Regions from separate parts of the Mus musculus genome. Here all the other regions are linked to region 3. The links are chromatin contacts, called in public HiChIP or PLAC-seq maps. All regions are on one chromosome and are shown on one strand. Each heading gives the region's core, a stretch centred on a gene start, on an enhancer-like site or on the middle of the called end of the contact. The rest is flanking DNA. Distances are from core to core; before and after follow the strand shown. Region 1 has its middle 24 kb from the start of Gm22022. Region 2 has its middle 56 kb from the start of Slit3. Region 3 overlaps Slit3 (slit guidance ligand 3).

What was found. HiChIP or PLAC-seq counts read pairs in DNA pulled down with a chosen protein or histone mark.
Region 1: a contact with region 3 is called in an H3K27ac HiChIP or PLAC-seq map of the NIH/3T3 cell line, with 6 times the contacts expected there. The contact joins two enhancer-like sites. A contact is called at or near these places in 3 of 484 Hi-C or Micro-C datasets (adipose-derived mesenchymal stem cells, embryonic stem cells and reprogramming fibroblasts) and 2 of 115 datasets of contacts at active chromatin or transcription factors (the NIH/3T3 cell line and fibro-adipogenic progenitors).
Region 2: a CTCF HiChIP or PLAC-seq map of the NIH/3T3 cell line shows a contact between it and region 3, with 10 read pairs. The contact joins two enhancer-like sites. A contact is called at or near these places in 1 of 15 datasets of contacts at CTCF or cohesin (the NIH/3T3 cell line) and 1 of 484 Hi-C or Micro-C datasets (adipose-derived mesenchymal stem cells).

Annotation. Positions count from the first base shown.
Region 1 is chr11:34,864,303-34,868,296 of GRCm38.p6, reverse strand. No RefSeq gene overlaps it. Among named protein-coding and RNA genes, the nearest start is that of Gm22022, 24 kb to the right of the region's middle. Within about 2 kb of position 2,271, at least 51 of the 459 cell types and tissues checked have an H3K27ac peak or open chromatin away from gene starts, as enhancers often do. A contact at or near this core is called in the NIH/3T3 cell line, where this site is marked.
Region 2 is chr11:35,063,822-35,068,062 of GRCm38.p6, reverse strand. No RefSeq gene overlaps it. Among named protein-coding and RNA genes, the nearest start is that of Slit3, 56 kb to the left of the region's middle. Within about 2 kb of position 2,017, at least 49 of the 459 cell types and tissues checked have an H3K27ac peak or open chromatin away from gene starts, as enhancers often do. A contact at or near this core is called in the NIH/3T3 cell line and adipose-derived mesenchymal stem cells, where this site is marked.
Region 3 is chr11:35,329,560-35,333,535 of GRCm38.p6, reverse strand. All of the region lies in intron 4 of Slit3 (slit guidance ligand 3), which reads right to left. It overlaps Gm46277 (a long non-coding RNA gene), which reads right to left. Exons shown (of 2, transcript XR_003949657.1): 2 at 1,271-3,976. Among named protein-coding and RNA genes, the nearest start is that of Gm46277, 44 kb to the right of the region's middle. Within about 2 kb of position 1,820, at least 8 of the 459 cell types and tissues checked have an H3K27ac peak or open chromatin away from gene starts, as enhancers often do. A contact at or near this core is called in the NIH/3T3 cell line and adipose-derived mesenchymal stem cells, where this site is marked.

The sequences.
Region 1 (3,994 bases), core at 1,022-3,521, 470 kb after region 3:
GAGTTGTTTATGCTGTTACATAAACTAGGATAATTAGTCTTCTGTGTTTCCACCAGTGAAAGATGCACAAAATATCTCCCCTGTGTCAAATAAAAAAACCTGTTAAGAACATTGCAAGGCCCCTTAGATCGTTGTTATTCAAAAAAAACAAAACAAAACAAAACAAAAAACTGCTGGCTTTATAATGGAAACCTCTTAGAAAATACAGAGTTGCCTCACGCAAAATCTGCAACTGATTTAAAGTTAAGAAGTTATTGGCCCTAATTAGTAAAGTGAGTTCATCAATGAAATATCCCTTTCAGAAGGACACAGCCAAGTGAAGTTATTCTGAAGTCAAGGCTGCCACTGACGCTTCCCACCACACAAGGTCCACGGGAGAGCATTTCATATCAAAACCAGGGTCCTGAAAAATCTCATCTGCAGTTATTATTGATTTGTGTGTGTGTGTGTGTGTGTGTGTGTGTGTGTGTGTGTGTGTGTGATATATATCAACTTATTTAACTATATTTGTTATATAAGTTGATATATGTCAATTATATATAGTGCCTGTGTCATTGATTTGAGAACAAGGGGGCATAGAAAAGAATTACATTGACAAGCCCATTTTTATATAACACATTGGATAGGATATTATGGCAAATACCACATCACCTGCACCATGTTTCTTTTACAGGCACACGCTGCTCATAGGACAGGCCTCTAAACAGTGGTGACAGAATTGATCTCTTAGCTTCTGAACTTTAAAAGCTGAGAATTTGGCCTGAAGAATAGAACAAGATTTCCCTCCCCTCCCTGCCTGTACTCAGATGAAACAATGTTCTTCAGTGATATTCTCAATTAAAGAATGGCTCAAACCCACGATGACTAAATGTGGTCCTATGATCCCAGACTAGATTCTAAAGAGGAAGCTGTGGGAACAAACAACTCAGGGTTTGGTTTTGCCTGATGTCCATGGATGTAGTATTACTTTCTGACACAATTCCTGACATAAAGAAAAGAGATAGGTGAGCACAGCTGTACAACTGTAGTCCCAGCTACAGATGCCTGGGGGTCTGAGACAGGAGGATAATTTGAACCCAGCAATTCATGGTCAACCTAGACAAACTAGTAAAACTGAATGTTTGAAAAGAAAAAGAGCTCATGCGAATCAGAGTTCTGGGGCCTCGACACCCCACCCAGCAAGGCTCAAGGCTGCTGAGGATGGCAGACTGCATTATATATCAGAGAAGCAGGTGTGCGGAAGAGACCCAGATCACACATGCAGGGAGATCTCACTTTAACAGATGATCTCAGGATTCTTAAACCACTGCCCAGCAATAACTCCCTCCTGGGTGATGACCTCATAGCCCCAAACGCTTTTTAAAGGATGTATGACTTAACATTGCTACTTAGGGGACCAAGCCTCAAAATGAGTCTTACTGAGGACAAATAACACTTAATTTTTAATTTGTATGATTATCGTCACGTGTGGAGTGGCATGTATGCCGTGGTGGGTATGTGAGGTCGGAAGAAATTTGTGGGGTCAGTTCTCTCCTACCTTTACCTGGAGATAAATTGTCATGAATTTGAAAGGAAGATGTCATGACGTCATGACGTAGGAAAGCAAGTCTTTTGATTCAGGAAAAATATAAGTCTGTGTGTGTGTGTGTGTGTGTGTGTGTGTGTGTGTGTGTGAAGTAACCAAGGCCAAATATAAGCTATTTCTGGACTTAAATAATGGTTGAGTTTCTTAAACACACATTTTAAGGTAGAATTAAAGGAAGAGAAAGGCAGGTGCCTGGCTATGGTAGTGGCTGCTTTATTCTAGCGCTCTGAAGACACAGAAGCAGGCAGACGTCTTTGAGTTCCAGGCTCATCCCCTGATTCCAGGGTTTGACCTGCCCCTCTAGGAAAACTGGGGGAAAGAAATGCTCACTCTACCAGGTTTAAATCAGGAAAAGACTCAGTTTAGTCACAAAGTCCTGAGTTTATGTTGTTGTATTTTATTTCCACCCAAAAGAATTGATCCTACGGATTGGTGCGAAGCTAGGTTTTTAAGAAAACCAAACAGTGATCAAGTTCTTATACATCTGTAATTTCTGTAGCATGTCACTCTACTCACAGAACCAACACTTTTTCTTCCAACAAACAGATTCTTCTGGCTGTTAGGAATGACTCAGGACTTTGGGCATTGGTGATTTAACCTTTATTTTGTTCTCAGGAATCCCTTTTGATCAGTACTAATGGACTGGGGCAAGAAAGGAAGAGGTGGTGACTCACATTTATGAGTTCCAAATGCAAGGGCTAGGCTTTTTGTCTTCCAGCAGCCAAATTCCACTTCTGGGATGTGCCTCTTTGGTAAAATGGCAAACGATTTTTTAAACTGACAAATATTTTTTTTAAACTAGCATGTTGCAAGGCTTTCTGACACAAGAATTCAGGGTTGGTGATTGCAGTGTTCCCCTGAACTCTGGCAAAGCACCCTGTACATATACTCTTAATATTTTAGATGAAGCGTAAGTTGTGTTTTAAATGTCAGCCCTCTGAAAGAGCCTAGACATATTCCGTGTAGTTTGTGTCATGAAGCTAGATCTTTCCTTGGCAGCAGTCAAGGTGTGGATTCTTATAACATCAAGATAAGAATCTCTTCTGTGTAGATTTTTAGTTCCCTCGGGGATTCAAAGATCAAGTTGCTTGTAGACCCCGTGGAATTTGCAGAAAAAGCAACTCTAATCTTGACATCTGTAATTAACATTTTATCTTATTCCAAAAATTCATTTTGCTGGCAACTCAGCAGCTCTTTGGAGCTGAATAATGATCTTCCCACAGCATATCCCACACGCATCTCCATCCCGAGTGTGGGTGGAGTGTGTGGAACTCTCTCAGGGCCTCCCTTCTTGGGCAATGTGTCACGCTCTCGTTCTTGTTATGCAATGCTTACGAACACCCAAGTTTCCATTCACTCAGTCTCCCCGCAGGCTTTGTAAGCTCAGCGAACACTTGCCAGGCTCCTGACCGACGCATACACACACTGAGAGCGCAGGATCGACTGGAGGCTGTGAAAACATGCGTGAGCAACACTGTTCTTCGATGTGTGAAAATTTCTCGGTTACAGAGAACAGTTAAGAGTTGTCTCTTCCTTGTTGTTCACTCGGGCAAAAGCAAGTTAAATAAACCGGAACTCAGCACACAGGAACTTTGTTGTGACTAAGACACATTTCCGTGTTACTCCTTACTCCAGTGCTCTCCCACACACTTACAACTGTGCACACGTGCCTGTAGGGTGCCAATCTATACTATCACCCAAATGTAAAGAGAATCCGTCTCCCCTGAGAAGGATCATTTGTTGACTTGGCTAAGTGGCAGTATTGTAAATCTTTCATGGATTCAACAAATCTTTCTTGAAGTTTCTGGGGCCCAGTAACTTCACGGGGGGGGGGGGGGGGGGTCCGGGGGGGGGGAGGCAACATAGTAAACGACAGAGAATGGATCCCACTGCCTCCAACAGGCCAGTGAGTGAGGGCACGGAGGGAACATAGTTCGAAATTAATAAAATAATGATTAGAGGGTGAATGAGTTGAGGGGGAACCAGAAGAGTGTGCTTTCACACAGGTATTGGGATGCACCGGGCCGAAGGATCAAAGAACACTCCAGTGGTCCTGTCTTTTGAGCTGGGGCTGAATCACAGATGTTTAGGTTATAACAACATGCTTGAGTTTTAGGTTTCTTTTTTCCCCCCGTTGGCCATTAAAAAAAATCTCCTTCATTTAAGTCAAGTGTTCATGATATAGCTCTTGCAAGTTTGACTCGGCTTTCACCTGCCTCAATTTTAAGTTTCATTTTAAATTGCCCTTATATTACTGAATTTCATTTTGGAGTTAAGTGGCAAATCTAGACCCATTAGTTATAAGTGATACAAAAATACCCAAAAGATGTTCCTGCAGGGACTGAGCTGGCCTTTTAGACAAAAATAATGAGTTCATTGCTGTGCCAGCTGCCACAGGCTCACACATCT
Region 2 (4,241 bases), core at 768-3,267, 270 kb after region 3:
GAGAGAGAGAGAGAGAGAGAGAGAGAGAGAGAGAGAGAGAGAGAGACAGAGACACAGACACAGACACAGAGACAGACAGACAGAGAGAGACAGAGAGAGACAGAGAGACAGAGAGAGACAGAGAGAGAGACAGAGAGAGGGCTAGAGAAGAGAGTAAGAAAGGTGAAAGCTTAAAGAGAGCGAGGAGGGACCAAGCAGTTCCTTTTATAATGGGCTGAGCTATCAGGTAACTGTGGGGAGGAGCATACCTGGCTATTGTCAGGCTACTGTGGGGATGGAGTCTAGCCACAATGTCAGAAGCTTGGGACATTGCCTGCATGACTGCACCTGGCTCTGGGAACGTGGTGCCTTGTAGAGTTCTCTACTGGGTCGCCGGAGCAAGCCCCATTCAACCAAAATAGGCTGCCTATCATAGTCCCACATCCCAAGACTAGAGTTTCCATCTTCACTGATGGAAACTCATCAGCCATGGATAACTTCTGGCTGTACAGATGCGAGGCTCTCCCACCTAGAAAACCAGCTCACTCAGTTTTGGGTTGGGCCCAGAGGGACAAAGAATTAAAAAGCTCTCATGAGTTGCAAAACACTTCTTCAATGAGATCATGGAAGGCATCAGGATGAATTCATCTTGCCCCACACTCACTGAAGGGTTCCATAAAGCAGTTATGGCCCCGTCCTTTTATTTGCAAGCTTCAAGGTAGGCAAATTTAGTGTGGCTTTTATCGAAGTAAGGAATTCATAAAAAGCCTGCAGTAATTTGATGTCAACTCACTATTTTGGTTCTGGTTCATCTCTGGCTCATTTCTGGCTCCCAGGATCCCATGCCTGTTCTGGCAGCTTCCTCAATTATAGTCAGCTTGCTTACCACCCAGGTCTGGTATTCTGCTTCTCATCAAACTCTCCAGTATTTACCTGATAACACTGGATAATAACTTTCCATTAGACTCAGTCAAGCCTCAACCACACAATTCCATAACTTAGGAGGCCTTCGGAATGTTATTCTCAATCCTAATTTCTTATCTGTAGGACAGAGATGACAGCAACTATTCATATCAGTCTTGTGTTTGTCAAACTATAAATATCTAATATTTGTCCCCTGCACCTCACTGTTGAGTTTGAACCTCGTGTGTCTCTTGTTTGTGTCTCCCAAATATAAGGATGTGATGAGTGGAGAGCATTCGTTCATTAGGTATTTTCTGAGTTGGAATGAATGGCGAGGCTTGGACAGAGATATTGGCTTTGGGGTTATCTGTGTACTTTCTGTGCTTTCCCTGAAACAGCCACTCTGCATCTGATCACAGAGAGCACAGGGAGACTCAGGAGGCAGAGGCTAAAGTGAGATGCTTGGATCAGTTAAAAGAATGAGATAGGTCACACAGTGGTCATCTCAGAGCTTTAATCCCACATAGTTATGTAAACACTTATCAACTACATGGCCAGGTATAATGCCTATGGAATACCAGGAGGCTGATTACAAGCCATCTGCCTTTCAGAGGCTCTGCTAAACAAGGCAGAAAGGCATACAAGCAAGCAAGCCAGGGCCACACAACGTGAAAGGTAAGTTCAAGTTATAAGTGCACAAAAGGAGGGCCCACATTTTAACTCCAAGAGGGAGGGTCAGGAAGACCCCCCCCCCATCCTTAAAGTAGTAAAGTCTGTTTCTGGTTATAAAGCACAAATAGGAGCTGTCCAGAGGCACATAAAAATATCCCAGCAGGACAAAATGGCGTGCACAAAGGCATAGAACGAGTCTGTGGGAGCTGCAGACAGTTTGGCAATACCTAAGTCTAGATTCTACCATTAGGCTCGAAGGAGGAAGGAGACTGGAGCAGGTCATAAGGGACTCATAGTGAGTCATCCCCTTGAGGTGCAAGACCACTTTGTGTTTGAGGTCAGAGGCAAATATTTCAAATTCTTTAGCGTGCAAAAGAGCCAGCAGTGAGTTTAGCTGGGAGCATATTACAACATCCAGTCCCTCTCTGCACACTCCCTGGACACCCTGCTCACCAGCTTCAGCATCTCAAAAGCCTCCACATGCTGGACCCATTAGGCTGTGCATGCTCCTCTGCCTGAGTCATTCACACTCTTCCTATGGTGGCTGAACCCAGAGGACTTCTCCACTAATGGAGTCTGAGATGACTTATTCATAGCCAGGGACTTGAAACTCGGTGGCAGCAATATCTTGACAGCAAGATTCTAGGTTCAAATTGTCCAGCTTGTTGTCTGGGGATCCAGTGCGAGTGAGGAATGGAATGGATACCCTCTCAAACAAGGGTAGAGGAAGGGACTCTGACTTTTCCCAACGAGTTAAAACTGACAGTATTTCCTGCATAGCATTCTGTGTTTGGGCACCAGCTGGCAATAAGAGCTGAAAAGTGACATTCAAACACTTTATTTGGCACACCTAGTTTTGTTTATAATATCTGATGCAATATTTAAAATGTAGGGAGCTTTTGCTTCGAATTTCAGATTTCTGGATTCTGTCAAAGACTGGAACTATCTGCCAGAAACCCCCTAAAAGTAAAGAAGGGAGTTCCTAATACTGAATACAAGCTGTACACCCCAGGTTCCCACCTGGCCCACCTTTTATACTGGTATTCCTTTCTCACATTGCAACTGAAGTTGATTGCACTTTCTTTGACCCCTGTTGGCATCTGAGTTCACAACCCTAATGCTCAAGCTATGCTTATGGAGATATAGTGTGATGATATTTTTCAGTAACAGAAGGCTGGACCTTTAAGATATCATCCCTGGGAAATTTCATCTCCTTGATGCCCTGGAATTCATTACAATATAATGTGATAAGGAAGTGTGAAACGCGCCAATCTCCATCCACTTTTCTTCCCTTATTTGCAGAATACATATGAGACCAGTCGAGGCTGGGATTATAGTTGCTATTTTTCTTGTTTCCCTTCACAGTCGTACTCTAGGATGGATGCATTGCACAATCAAGAGATGATGAACGGAATGGTGTCGCTGGTCCAAACCTATTTTTAAATGGCACTCTTTTCTGTGTAATCTAAAACCATGGCTTCTGTATGGAGGGCTTTGCCTTTTCCATCACGTATCATGACTTAGGTGCCCCTCCCTTCTTCCTGCATTCATCAGCTGGCTCTTCCAGCTAACCTTCCACAACTTCCCCAGGCTGGCAGAATTCTATTTTCTATTCTAAATCGTTTGCTTACTGTTATTATACACCACTCTGAGCCTTGGCTTCCTCCATGAAAAACCTAGCATCTGTTTTGTAAAATAATTGTGTACATTGTGCTTGAAACATAGTGCAAAAGATCAGTGCACATTTAGGTATCTTTGTATGCTTAGATGTTTCAAATGATATATATATATATATATATATATATATATATATATATATATATATCCTCACAACACTGTTGAAAAGCAGGTCCCGATGTTAAAAGCCCCAATTTTATAGATACAAAAGTCAATGAACAAAAAAGTTGGATCGGCTAAGGTCACATAGCTAGCACACCTCATAAGACTCCAAAATAGGGCAGTTATACCAAGAATCTACGCCTCTAACAACTTACATCCTCACCTCTTCTCAGGGGAGGTCCGGGAACAAGACAACACCCTTCGTTTTACTGCTTGTAATTTCTCTCCAGTGCTACATTGTATCTTTCAATCCCACAAAGCCGGATGGGCTTTGACTTGTGGTTAAAGCATGATTTGACGAGGAGACAGAAAAAGCGAGAGAGGGAGCTCTTAAATCATGTAGTTAAAACCTTGGAGGTGAAGGTCCTCTGTCTTCATTCTCACTTATTAATGCAGGGGAGTCTTCAAGGGAAGAACTGTTTTGCTTTGTTTTTAAAGTTTTATTAGCAGATCTCTCTTGACAGCTCTCTTCTGCTCACACGTTCAGCACAGATACAAAGCATTTCTGTAGCCATCTAACTATCAGAATGCAGGGCCATTTTTCATCTCATCTTTGTCTTGTATTCTCAGTTCTAAGAACTCACTTATCCAGATTAGGTGCTTTAGATGCTCTTCCAGCTGCCCTTAGCCTCTCTATCTTGGCTGCAGGTTCCCTAACAGCCCTTAGCCTGTTCATGTGAAAACGAAGGCCAGGAAAAGATGACAGCGTCTGTGGGTTTGTCTCTGCAGACCATGTCCAACGGACTGGTTCTACCTGCCTGAGTCCCAAAGGGCCATGATGTGTGATGAGCAGCATCTGAGGCTGGAGTGCATCCACACGTTTACCAAGACTCTGCATCCACGACTTA
Region 3 (3,976 bases), core at 571-3,070:
TGACACTAGTAAAGGCATCACAGTTAACAAGCGCCTCTTCGTCCCAGGCTCTACCCAAAATGTTATTCACCCAAAACCCCCTTCACTCCTCAAACACATCATGTGAACCAGGTCCTATGGGTAACCTAATGTTAGCGCTTAAGTAGCAGAAGCTCCAAGAGGCAACTTTCTGAGGGCCCTGTCTCCTATGAAGCAGGGTTCAGTAGCAGATGAAAAGGAAAGCCATAATCCTGAGGTTGTTCAGGGCTGATAACATCTATGCTGTTGGAAAATATTCTGATGTGCAGTTAAAGATTGTTCCAGGGCGACCAAACCGTGGCCTGGGCTGTGTCTGTCATTGGTACAACATCTGGAACCAGGGAACAAGGATAAGTACCTGCTGCCCACTCCTCCCCATCCCTACTGCCAGGATCACTGAGAGTTGAAGCCCTCGGATGAGCTGGCTGCTGGAAAGGCAGAAGGTGCTTTCTGGAAATGTCGCCACCAACCTCTTTAATCACCGCCCTGTGACTGAATTAATTAGGCTGAGAGTCCTGGATGCTGAGTGGCTTCCACATCTGGAGTGGTTTTATAACTCAGGAAACTCATTGCAGAAGGCCAACTGTCGGAGAAAAGAGTCAAGACATAAACATAATCCATCACCCGGAGACTCTGCTTATGGTTGGGTCACCGCTGGCCACCTGGGAGTGATTGATGGTCCCGTTGTTCTCATTTGGACCAGACACTTGGGGTGGTGGCTGGGTCTGATACTAGCATCATCTTTGCTCATTACACAAGGAGTTCTGATGCAGAAGGGAAGGAAACAGCCTGATGATGTCAGGTTTTCTGAGCATCTTTCTTGAACCAATGACAATATACTGGAGAGAACACATCTTTCTGAGCCATGAATAAGTGCTGGCCCAGACCTCTTCCTGTGAGCATGGCCTTGGTGCTGCTCCTGTGCCTGTGCGGCAACGCTGGGAAACCTAAAAGCTTGTCCTAGAATCTGGTGATTCTGAAGACATTTTGACAAAAACTATTGTCTAAAACTTCAGCATCTGGAAAGCACTCACCTATACTTCAGCTTGGCCAGAGCTGGCCTTGTGAAAGATTTCTGTGCTGAAAAATCTCCGGTGTGATAACTGAGCCTGGGTTCTTTATGACAGAAGCAGAAAGAGTCCATTTCTTATACAGAATGGCACTGCAAACGTCTTTAACTTCAGTAGTCCTGCAAGATGTAAAGCTTTGAAGAGCTTGGTTTGTGTTTTCTCTCTCTCTCTCTCTCTCTCTCTCTCTCTCTCTCTCTCTCTCTCTCTCATCTCTCTCATCTCTCTCTTCCCCTCTGGCTTCAGCCAGTGCTTTCCCCAGCTTCACTCGCAGAGATAGACTGGCTCTCATCTAATGATGAAATCTACAATGTCTGACTCCATTGGCTTTAATACAACAAATCCCAACAGAAGGGTGGGTGTCTGTATCTTAGAAAGGGGTCAAGATGGGAATTCCCAGTTTCTCTAAAAACTGGCCTTGTGATAAGTTAGCATCCCTTAACAAAACTAAGTCCATGTCCTCTCCTTGGGGGACTTCTCAAGAGAAGAGACCTAGGAGGCTTCATTCAATAGATGCTGCTAGCATTTGAGCTGGGCTGGTTTGTGATACTGAGGGGCCATGGGAAAGAAGACTCCTTGCACTTCCCCAGTAGTTTACGAGGAGTCTTATCAAAGCCAGCAGCATTAAGGAATTTTTCTTTAGATTTACAAGAGATCAGAATTTATTCTGTCAGCTATGATGACTAACCAGAGCTAGCATGTAACAAGCATTCCATAATTATTAGCCAGAAAGTGACTTCTGCAAGCTTTGACGTAAGGAAAATAACATTATCCTCCTGTTGCTCTGGCTGTGTTCCTCTACTGCACTGTGGTTTGAAAATCTGCTCTCTTCCCAGTTCATGTTGAAATTTAATTGACATGCAATGATATTGAGAGCTGAAACCTGGGAGTTCGAGGGATGGCTCAGCAGCTAAGGGCACTTACTGCTCTTGCAGAGAATGAGATTGGTTCCCAGTCCCTAAACTATGAGGCTCACAGCCACCTGTGACTCCAGCTCTTGGGAATCTAATGCCTCTGCAGGAATGTATAGATACCCAACACACACACACATACACACACACACACACACACACCTTAATAAAATACTAAGAATGAAATGCATCTGTTTTTAAAGGAATCAAAAGCTTCAGGAGGTGGTTGAGACACAAGGGCTCAACCTTCACGACAGTGTTTAGTGCTGGTATAAAAAGAGTTCATGGGAGAGTTAACGCTCTCTACCCTTCCACCTTCTGCCATGTGATAATGCAGTGGAGAAGCCATCACCAGACACCATTCACCATCTTGATTTCCGACTTCAGAGCATCTGGACCTATCAGAGACTAAGTCTGTTCTTTATAAAGCCCTTGCTCTTGAGTGCTTTGTTACAGCATACAACTCAGCCACACTGTCTTCGTTTCTTTGTTTCTCTTTTCTCTTTTCCATTGGTTTCTTCTTCTTCCATTCTCTATGCCTCTTTCTAGCTTGCTAAAAGGTTTTTTTTTCTTTTTCTTTTTTTTTTTTTTTTTGTATTCGGTATGTATATATGGGGAAGAAAATTTCAGGATCTATATACTTAACCTAATAGGAAAAAGGGGAGCGAGCAAGGAAAATTCATGGCCAAGCCTAAGAGAGAGAAGGTGAGGCTTTGCGGAGTCAAAGAGCCTCTTTGATTTCACACCCACAACACCTCTGACTCTAGATCCAGCTTTCCAATAGCATGGAATTTGGGGGTGGAGGATAACAAATAAATGAAGTTTCCCATTTAGCTTCTTAAACAAAAACAATACACCAAGACAAACAGACAGACAGACAGAAAAAGAGAGGACCCCCCTATTCTGCTGTGTCCCAATGCAATCAGGCCTAAGACTCCCCTCTCTCTCCCCCTTAGGGAAGCAAAGGCTGCTTGGATCCCAAGGTGTTCAGCTGTGTTTGCCTGGATAGCTGTGTAAACTAGAGAGGAACAGGGACCCTGAATTCTCCACATCTGCCCCCTAGCCCCTGCCGCTGCCGCCTCCTCCTCCTCCTCCTCCTCCTCCTCCTCCTCCTCCTCCTCCTCCTCCTCCTCCTCCTCCTCCTCCTCTTCTTCTTCTTCTTCTTCTTCTTCTTCTTCTTCTTCTTCTTCTTCTTCTTCTTCTTCGGCCTGTTTGTTTGTTTTTCAGATTTAACAGCCTTGAGCTCAACAAAGAAGGCATTCCCTTCCACCCTGTAGTCTCCAGGCAGACAACAATTTCAATTTATTCAGTTAAAAGGAAGACTCCAGCTGCCTAGGCCATACTGGTAGAGGCAGAAATAAGATCCCAAAAGGGAAAGAGAAGAAGAAAACAAAGAGAAGAAGACTAGGAAGAGATAGAAGAAGAGGAGGGGGAGGGGAGAAGGGAGAATGAAGGAGGGAGAGAGGGAGGAGGGGGAGGACTATGACGATCCCTATACCTCTATGGCACCAACCACATATAACAGGTGGAGCTTTATGGACACGGAGAAGGAATGTGGATGTAGGGGTGGGGCTCACTGGATGGAAAATTGCTAAGAAGAAACAAAGACATCAAGTTGCAGGGTCCCAGGTATCTATTAGTCACACTCATTAGGATTCTTGAGGAAACTAAATCCAGCCAAGCAGAGACCAAGGTCAGAGAGCCCCAAGGAGGGCCTGGCTAAGGAACCAGTGAGTCTTTGTCCAGCCAGGTGACTGAGCGTACATATGCCAATCACTGTACCGTGCCCTTTGACATGCCTAGCATTTAACCTGTAACAAAATAGTGCATCAAGGGAGATGCAATTCACCAGGCAGCAACCCTGCAGAGGGGAATGGCTCTACCTGGGAAACAAGTACCTGGAGGAGGGTGGGTTCCTCGCATCAGAGTCCCCAAGCCCTACACACACCAGCTGCTCCCCAGGGGGCAAGCTGGAAGGGA